2 separate regions of the Anas platyrhynchos genome follow, and region 1 is linked to region 2. Evidence: chromatin contacts called from public Hi-C data. All regions are on one chromosome and are shown on one strand. The core of a region is the stretch at or near the end of the contact, and the rest is flanking DNA. Distances in the headings are between cores, read along the strand shown.

Region 1 (4,309 bases), core at 569-3,068, 120 kb after region 2:
TGGGATAAAACTCACTTTAAAATCCAGTCTCCTTCCTAATGTGCATTTTAGCCAGCTTTAAAATTTTGGATACTGTAAATACTATTTTGTAGTCCCATTTAAAAGTAAAAGATAAAAAACTGCAGGAACCGTGACATTTTTAATAACAACAAGTTCAAAGAAAAGTAAATGTTTGTACTAAGCGGTTCTTCAGCCTGAAAAGCTGGCGTGCTCTCACTGGTCAGAACAATCCATTAGCACTGCAGCGCATTCCCAAATCACCTTCAATAACGCCAAACAAACTAGCACACTTTGCAACAAAAACACTTGTGCAATTAAAAAAAATATGAATAGAATAACAATTAACAAAGAATCTTTTTTTTTTTTTTTTTTTCCCTTGCCTTAAACCCTCTGCCCCACTGAGATGAATGCTATTTGACTTTTAGCACAATGAACAACAATGTTAAAACTCTCTTCAGTGATTCTGCCGCATCTGCTGCACTAACTGGTGTCAGCTGAGGTAAAATTTTAGCCTTTATTTGGTAGGATTTTGCAGTGACTAGCAGACACTACTCTAGTGTCTCAAGCAAGCAGATTTTGAGCAGTGAAGGCAACCATAGCACAAATTTTGTTAGAGTAATCACATGACATTCCTCTAAACGTAACGTGATTATTCTAATGCACTTCCTCATTCTGCTTAAGATCTTGCAAACTATAAGGATGAGAACCTCCTGATGTAATCCTCTTCTGCTCTTATGTGGGGAATGTAAGCTGCTAGAGGAATACAACCAATCCCCATGTTCTAGATCACCCACAGTGTGTAGAAATGGGCCCTTTGAAATTATGAATACTGTTTTCTGATGTATCTTAGGCTTTAAGGTTTAAAACACCAAACATTAATTGCTGGTCAACATTACGCATCATAACACCTCACCCCCCGTAATGCCTGCTGCCTAAGCACAAAACAAGGCAGAGGTGCAAATTTCCATCAGAAATAGCCATTTGGTTAGTGTGATCTAGATTATCGCCACCATTGTGTGGTTATGCACCAGCAGGGAAGACCAACGCTTGACAAACGCTGCCAGGGCTCTCAGTGCTTTGGGGAGGTGCTGGCCCAGCCTGCCAGCCTCAGTGGGTGGCCCTCGCGGTGATTTCCCTGTGTTCCTGCTGCCACGGTGCTGGTCTGAGCTCCTGCGGCCTTACCCTCCTGCTGCTCAGTCGCCCTGCAGGGCAGGCTGCCCCTGGCCAAAAACTGGGCCAGGCCCCGGGCTGGTTTGGTCACTGGGCAGGTGTCTTCTCAGAAGCTGGTTGAGCAGGGCGAGCTCATTCTGCCTGCTCTGAATTGTTTCTGAGGCAAGGCCTCGGAGGTGGAAGGCTTTGAGTTAATACAGGCACTCCACAACTTGACCAGGTCCTTCTTTCCCTTCTCTCGTTTTAAGAGCTATCTTCATTTTTCTGAGGAACTTTATTTATTTATTTGGTAGCCAAACAAGGAAAAAAAAAAGTTTGAGATTGATCTATTAAAAGCTTTATTATCTTAGAGTTTTAAGGGAATAAAGCCTAACAATGGTACCTTGAATTTCCTCTGTCCTACATAGGATATGAAGTAGCAAGAAAGAAAAGATAGGAGTAACTGTCTCAGTGCCGGTCCAAGGAAGATAGAAAGAAAACTCAAAAACAAAAGTTTACAGTAGCTGTTAAACAAACACAAAAGCCATGATCTGCAGGTTACCCCTTTGCTGGAAAAAAAACCACTGATGCCTGCATTCTGGATTAACTTCAGAACATGTGAAAAACCCAAACTGCCACTTCTGAATGAGTTTCAGGAGCTTCACCAGACCTTGGTGCAAATGTTTGGCAGTCAGTGGGAGTCTGCTGGCTGACAGGGCTGGGTTTTGACCAGATCCCTGCAGAAGGCACCTACGTGGTGCCCTGCCACAGGAACGCACCCCGCTGCAGCTGGGCTTCTATGGCTTTGCCCAAGGGGACACGCAGTCAGCACATCGCTGAACATCACCGGGACGTGGGCAGTCATCACGCCAGGGCAGAACCCTCCATCAAGAACACCAAGGACTTGTGGTGTCTTAGTATTATTACTATACTTCACTTATGGATAACTTCCAATTTTCACTTCTCAGAATACAGCCCCCATCTCTGTAAAGCTTGCTCTCCCCATTCCTAAATACACAGCTTTATAACTCTGCATTTGTCCGCACTAACATGAACAGAGAGATTTGTTTGCACAGGCTGAGCTCTGAGCAGCCCAGATTCCCCTTCATGGGTGCCCTGACCAGATCATGACCTGCCAATTTTTATGTCAGCCATAGATACTAGCAATGATTTTACCCCCTGTTGTTCACATGTGAAAACATAGGGAGCTGGGCCTCCTTCGATTCCCCACGTAACCACAGTAAAAACAGTCCCACTGAAATGATGATGTCCCAATAACAACCACTTTTTAACATCTGTCAGTAAGTAGCACTTAATCCATTTAAGGTGGGCTTTACAGATATTGTAGAGTGTTTATTTATTTATTTGTTTTTATCAGAATGTCACACAGTAGTAAGTCAAATGCTGTACAAATGCCTAAGTATATTACGTTTATATACACAATAAACCCACTATTTTATCACCACAGTTTTACAAGCTTCCTGAGCTGCTAAATTCTTTTCTATTTTTTAACATTCCATGTCCAAGTTTTCAACCTTGAACAGTAACTGAAAAAATGGAAATTAAATAATTTACCAGTTTCAGATTCTAACCAGTAAATTGCTGTGAATTTGTAACCGCACTATCATTTTCATTGTACTACATTGGCCATTTAGGTGAATGATAACCCAGGAGACAGCACCATGCAGGGCTAGCAAACAAGTAAATCATTTAGATTGCACACTGCTTTCAACTGCAAAAGGGGCAGTAAATCTGTCCTGCCATTGCCTTCTCTTTTGTTGAATTTTCAGGATGGTGCAGTCTTCTCATTGAAACAAATAAAAAAAAAAATCTACAGATTTAATTTATTGTCTGGGTTTTGAGCATAATGACTAAGGCTGACCAATACAAGTCAATGCGCCAGAAGAATAGGTTTAGTCATTTAAGATCATGCCAGATAAAACATTCAGCTAGTTTTAAGCATACAAAGAAAATTCTGGTTACAGCATGGCACCATCTAATGGCTTTGGCTTTAACTGCAAGATCTCTCCATAGCTCTAAGTTGTGGAAGTGCAAACTGCCCTACTACACTTATTCTGCTCACATGTCCCTCCGTCTATCATAGTCACATAGAGGAAAAAAAAAAAAGGAAATAACATCAATTTAAAATATAAATCTGAGCAGGCAACTTACATGATAGAAGAAACTACAACCTATTTTCAAACCACAGCTGAATATTTTAGTTCCAAGATAAATATTTCAATACAAACAAAATTTATCTATACAAACAATGCACTGTTGTCTACATACATAAATATCAGCATTCCACAATTTCAGAACTTATCACTATTTATTTTAGTACTTTTTGAAAAAAGTACACTTTTGTTTTCTATTATCCTGCACAGCGTAACATTACATTTCTTTGAAAAATATACCCATAAGGACAAAACTTCATTTTCGATTTATGTTTTGATTTTGTTTGTTTGGCAGTAAGTTAGAAGTAGGTAGGAGACCATCAAGACTCTGGGATTGCATTCCCATCTGCTGGTGACTTGCTGTATCATACTAATATTAATTTGCCTGCATGAAAACTGTTTTCATTGCAAGTGTGGAAATGCTAACATTAAAATTCCTCATAAGAATGTCCAGGATTTATTAATCTTTGAAGTACAGTAAGAACTAAAACAGTAAGAGATACAATGACCAGCATTTATGCACTGAACGGATACAACATAGTATTCAAATGAAGATTTCTGCCTAAGTGTAGTTTAAGAAAACAATTGGCATTTAGATATTGACAAAAAATAAGTTGTACATAAGAAACTTAAAAGTGAAAGGCACCAAAACTTTACTGTTCCATTAGTTCTACATAGTTAAAACACAGTTTGAAGCTAAGAAAATACTCCTTTATGGTGAGGGTGGCTGACCCAAGGACAGGCTGCCCAGAGGGGCTGCAGGTTCTCCATCCCCAGAGATCTTCAAAACCAGACCGGGGACAGTTCTGGGCTGCCAGCTCTGGCTGTCCCTGCTCTGAGCGGGTTGGACTGGCTGATCTCCAGAGGTACCTTCCCACCGCAGCCGTCCCGTGGTTCTGTGATTCCCTAGGATTTGTACTGCCACTTTGGAAATGAAACTCAAAACCTCAGCACAGAATTGCACTGTGTTCATCTCCAAGTCCCGT
Region 2 (4,675 bases), core at 1,464-3,963:
ACCCAGGCAGCCTGCAGAGAGGGGAAACAGGTATGTGTAACTTTGGGAACGATGCATACAAGGTGTGCTCTGTCCCAGCAGTGCAAAGAGAGCTGAGTGACAATTCACCTATGTCTTTTTAGTATAGAGAAAGAAAAAAAAGAGAGATTTGCCTTTTTCACTTCGGGATTCCGGGATGAGAATTCAGGCGTCCCTGAGCGTCTAGTTAGCAATTCGTGCTACGCTCATCGTGATGGTATGTGACACCCTGTGACCACACTGCCTCTCAGTAGCTTTTAGCCAGTCTAAAGATAGGTGTGGTAGCACCCCAGAGTCACTCTGGAAACCAGGAATACACGTTTGGGAGGCATCTTTTATAATTGGCATGGCTGAGCTGCAGGTCTGCCTCAGGCAGAGGGTAAGCTCTGTCTTGCTGGGGGTGGTGAAAGGAAATTTCTTAGTGTAGAAAGACTGTGGAGCTCCTGGGAGGCCTGCAGGAAGGGGGTGTTACCCGAGGATGTGCAGAACCAACCTGGGAAGTGACCGGAGGGAGATTTTTTCCCCAAGTGAGGAGCCTGTGTGAAGGACATTGTTGCCCAAGTCATCTGTGAAGTTGTGGCAAAGAGGGACGTTGTGGGCTGCAGGAATCCTCCTGCATTTTGGTGAGATCTGAACCCACAACTTTTTATTAAAATGTAATTAGTAACCTGCAAACCATTTTGAAGATGTTCCGAGTGCTAGAAAATCATGATAAACTTATCTTTCTTTGCCTCCATATCCTTTGGCAATTATTCAATCGGTGGACTGTTAGTGGGAAGACTCAGCCAAACAATGATCAGGCTTCTAAACTATTCAATTACCTCTAATGAAGAAGGATCAGGGAAACAGCCCTTAAACACCTTAAATAGAACAGCAGTCTAAACAGACAAAATGACTCTCCAGAGAAACCCCCAGACACTTGCCAAGGTTGGCTTTGGAGCCAACTGTGATACAAATGCATGAAATATTAGTTGCTTAATGGTTGTGAAGTGTTGCTCTTTAAAGGTTACTGTCTTCCTGTCCAGACAGGGCTGCAGCTGAATGATGAATGAAGCCATCCCTGTATCTGAGAGGTTTTCAAGCACCTGCAGCTCCCGCTGGTGTCAACAGGAATTTTGGGTAACCAGCATCGGACCAGTAAAACCTGACTCTGCTGGGTACCCAGAGCTCCCAGGGCTATCAGCCTCCTCAGCCCTGGCCTTGGAGGCAGCTTTCAGACTGACGGAGTACTTGAAGTGGGAACTCTGCAAATGCTAGTTATTTAGATGCACATTCACGATGGGAGACTTGCTCTCTAAACCACAGGAACCAGGGGCTGGGCTAAAGAGCTCGGCCACCTGGACAGGGAACTGGGACGAATGCTGTCTGGGGCTAGAGAAGGAGCACAATGATCGCTGCAAAAAGCGCAGCAAGACAGGACTTTGCTTCTGAGGGAATTTCCTTCTCTTCTCCATTACCAGCCTCACCATATACAAATAGCTGACTTGTTACCACAGCTCAAAGGAATGAATGAGCTCAAAAGAATGTGAAGAGGAGAGAACGCTACAATTCCGCTGGGAAGAGCTGCTTCTTTTTATTTAACTTCTCCGTTTGGTTAATATTTTACTGTGGTCTTCAAGAGCAGCCGCATCAGAATGCCTCCGTCCCGTGCTTTAAAACTGGACAGTCATCTGAAGTGTAAGCCCTGCACCTGCCTGGAGCTGTCGAGAAGTGTTTTGTGTGTCTGCATTTTTGAAAGTATCTCACGGTTTTGTTTCCTGTGAATGTGCATTCAGCCCTGCACGCTCACGAAATGCTTAGCCGAGTTTGGGAGCATGTACGTAGCAGGCCATGGCTGGGGGTGGGGAAAGGGGAAAGAAAGACGGGGCTGTAAGGCAGCCTGAGAGCCGATACGGCGTGGTGTGAACCTCCTTTGTGAGGGGAACAACATTGTCAGGTTTGGGCTTAGAGAGGCTCGAACGCTCCGGCAGCTTTAGAGGCGTGCACGTGCACTGGCCTCAGCTGCTCGCAGCACAGCAGAGCCTTAGTTTGAGATGGTGCTGAGCGCTCCCACAGCTTCTGGAACGCCAGGATCAGACCCGAGAAACAACATGCTTGACCCAACACAGCCAGTGGAGCCGGATAAGATCAGAGACTGCCTGCACTGCATAGTTTTCAGCCTGCCTTCCTAAACTGCAAAACCATTAAATATTTAGGTGGCCATATGCAAATCATTTAAATTCTGTTTCTCAGAAGCACACCATGGCGTACAGACATGCTTTGTGCTGAGATCCTCTTCCGATGCTTTCATCAACTCTTTATTTTAAACCTTTAAGGGACTTAGTTAATGGCTAATTGTTGGCCACCTTTTTTTCAAGGGTATTTATATATGAGGGAGGAGGGGAGAGAAACAGAAACACAGAGACCTGGGTTTCTGTCAGAGAAAACAAACAGAAGAAAACACATTTTTGTGCATGTACCAAAGAAAACCCCAGGACTGCTCAGCTATTTTCAACCCCCTCCGTGGGTAACAACTTGATAATTCAACAAATAAACAGCCCTTTATTTAGGGGCTGTCTTGCGGACACCGAACACTTTGGAGACCAGGGCCCCAGATCTTCTTTTCTTAATGTCACTGTGAATTTGCTTGTGGAAGTGTATGACACCATGCATGGAGCCTGAACAGCTGAGCTCATGCTTCAGGCATTCTCCCAGGACCGGAGGGGGAGGGGGCTCTCCGCCAGCTTTCGGCCGCCTCTCCCCTCGCGTTTACACACACACAGATCATGTTATCATAGTGAAAATATGTAAGAATTCCAGGAAGCAGAGGAAGTTTGTGTGTTGACCTTAATTTATTTTTTCCAGAGGAAGATCACTCCAAATGTTAAAAGGATGGTGGATGCTAGCAGAACTGATTTGCAGATATTTTAATTCTCGTCACAGCTATTTCTTCAGCTGTACTTTTTCTTTTACCATTAATACCGTTTGTATTTTATCCTGCGTGGGTAGCTTGACCAAGAGAAGGAAAATGGCTTGGTGAGAAGCTCTGTGGGACCTATTTGGACTGTTAGAGGAGGCCCAAGCATGCACTGGTTCCTATTTTCCATTACTGTACAGTAAAATTGGGTGAGACCGCTTCTGGAGGGGAGGGAAGGAAAAGGTGGATGAAAGAGAGGGCTAGCGCATCAGGCTCACGTGAGTGAAGACCTGGGCTTATCCTGCTTCACAGGGCTACGACTCTTAAAATGCTGATCAATTTGTCCCCAAACCCAATGGCACTTTTCAGAACACAGTTAATTTTAAGACTCCATCTTCGTGAAGACCACGAGGCCTTACACGAAAGCCGCATGAGGCACGCTCAGCCCCTCACAGCAGCCGGCAGGAGCTGAGGCAGCAGCCAAGCTCCAACATGGCGCTGCCGCCGTGAGGCCTCGGCCTTGGCGGCTCCTCTGTGCTCGTGTGGCTCTGCGCACCCAGCCTGCACACCCGTGTGTGCAGGGAGCCGGGAACATGGGACACGAGTCCTTGAACACTTGACTCTCCCTTAATCCCACACACTGCGAACAACGTGCTCACACACACTTGTCAAACGGCAAAGTCAAAAGACAACAAATAAACCAAACAGCAACAACAACCAACCCCGCAGGCCTTCTGACTGGCCAACGAGAAATCCAGTCAGTGAAAATCTCTGTGTTTAGCCACACGGCTCAGCTGTCCCTTTGCCTGGTAACCTCAGCTAGGAGCACAGGATGAGCTTGTGCCTCCAGCACTCGGGAGCCGGGTGGTTATTCCGGCAGAGCCCCACACCCTGGCGTGCGCTAGGGCTTGCACAACTAACCAGAGGTGCCTCCAGCTTTCATAAAATATGGTATGGCCAGCACGCGTTCAGCTTGCAAGATGACTGGGCACGTATCCTGGACAAGTTTTGAAGAATTTGGTTGGTGAAGATCAGACTATTTGAGACTTCTGCAAACTATTCCATTTGATATGCTTCTCTGCAGCAAGCATAAGCTCAAAGCTTGATTCAATTTTAAATGAGCAAGCCTGTTCTTCTAGCTAAGAGGCAGCCTATGATCTGTCTTAGGGCAGGCATCCCCACCCAACAGCTATGCTGAAACAAGTATGGCCATCTCGATGAAATAGCCCGAGCCGCTTCCAGTGTCGGAGGGCTCACTGAAGTCTGTGAGTGTAGGTTTTGTCCCACAGAATTTCTCTATTCAAAAATTTCTTGATTCCTCTCTTCGGCTTTTCTGAATTCACTTGTTTCTCCCTCCCTCTGCCTGTCCCCTCTTTTAATATGCATATTTCAAATGCATGCCTTTCTTCTCTGCCTCTTCTCAGCATAAGGCAGAAAAAAAATAAATATTTGAATTATATTTTGGTTTTCCGACTATCCAGACATAGAAGTAGGCAACACAAACTTGCTACTTTGAATGTTTTGGTGCTGAGACTTTTTTTAGGCATACAACCCCCTACCAGCTGCAGTCTAGATTTATACCATGGGGAAGAACACAGCAGAAACAGACTGAAGATTAATCAAAGCAAATTCTGGCCTCTGTTCCATGTGCCTCAAAGACTTAACAGTAAAAATAAAAAATTAGGGGGCTTCATTTCGGTAATAAACATTACAACACAAAAAGGCCTAACTTTCCAAATGTGCTGTGAACAGACAGATGCC

What was found. A called contact is a pair of places that touch in the nucleus more often than the background predicts.
Region 1: a contact with region 2 is called in a Hi-C map of liver, with 2.1 times the contacts expected there. The contact joins two enhancer-like sites. A contact is called at or near these places in 3 of 8 Hi-C or Micro-C datasets (F1 follicle, liver and subcutaneous adipose tissue).

Annotation. Positions count from the first base shown.
Region 1 is chr10:10,749,848-10,754,156 of IASCAAS_PekinDuck_T2T, forward strand. The region is part of intron 2 of MAMLD1 (mastermind like domain containing 1); the gene reads right to left. Among named protein-coding and RNA genes, the nearest start is that of MAMLD1, 41 kb to the right of the region's middle. Within about 2 kb of position 1,819, at least 1 of the 8 cell types and tissues checked has an H3K27ac peak or open chromatin away from gene starts, as enhancers often do.
Region 2 is chr10:10,625,233-10,629,907 of IASCAAS_PekinDuck_T2T, forward strand. All of the region lies in intron 2 of MAMLD1 (mastermind like domain containing 1), which reads right to left. Among named protein-coding and RNA genes, the nearest start is that of MTM1, 100 kb to the left of the region's middle. Within about 2 kb of position 2,714, at least 3 of the 8 cell types and tissues checked have an H3K27ac peak or open chromatin away from gene starts, as enhancers often do.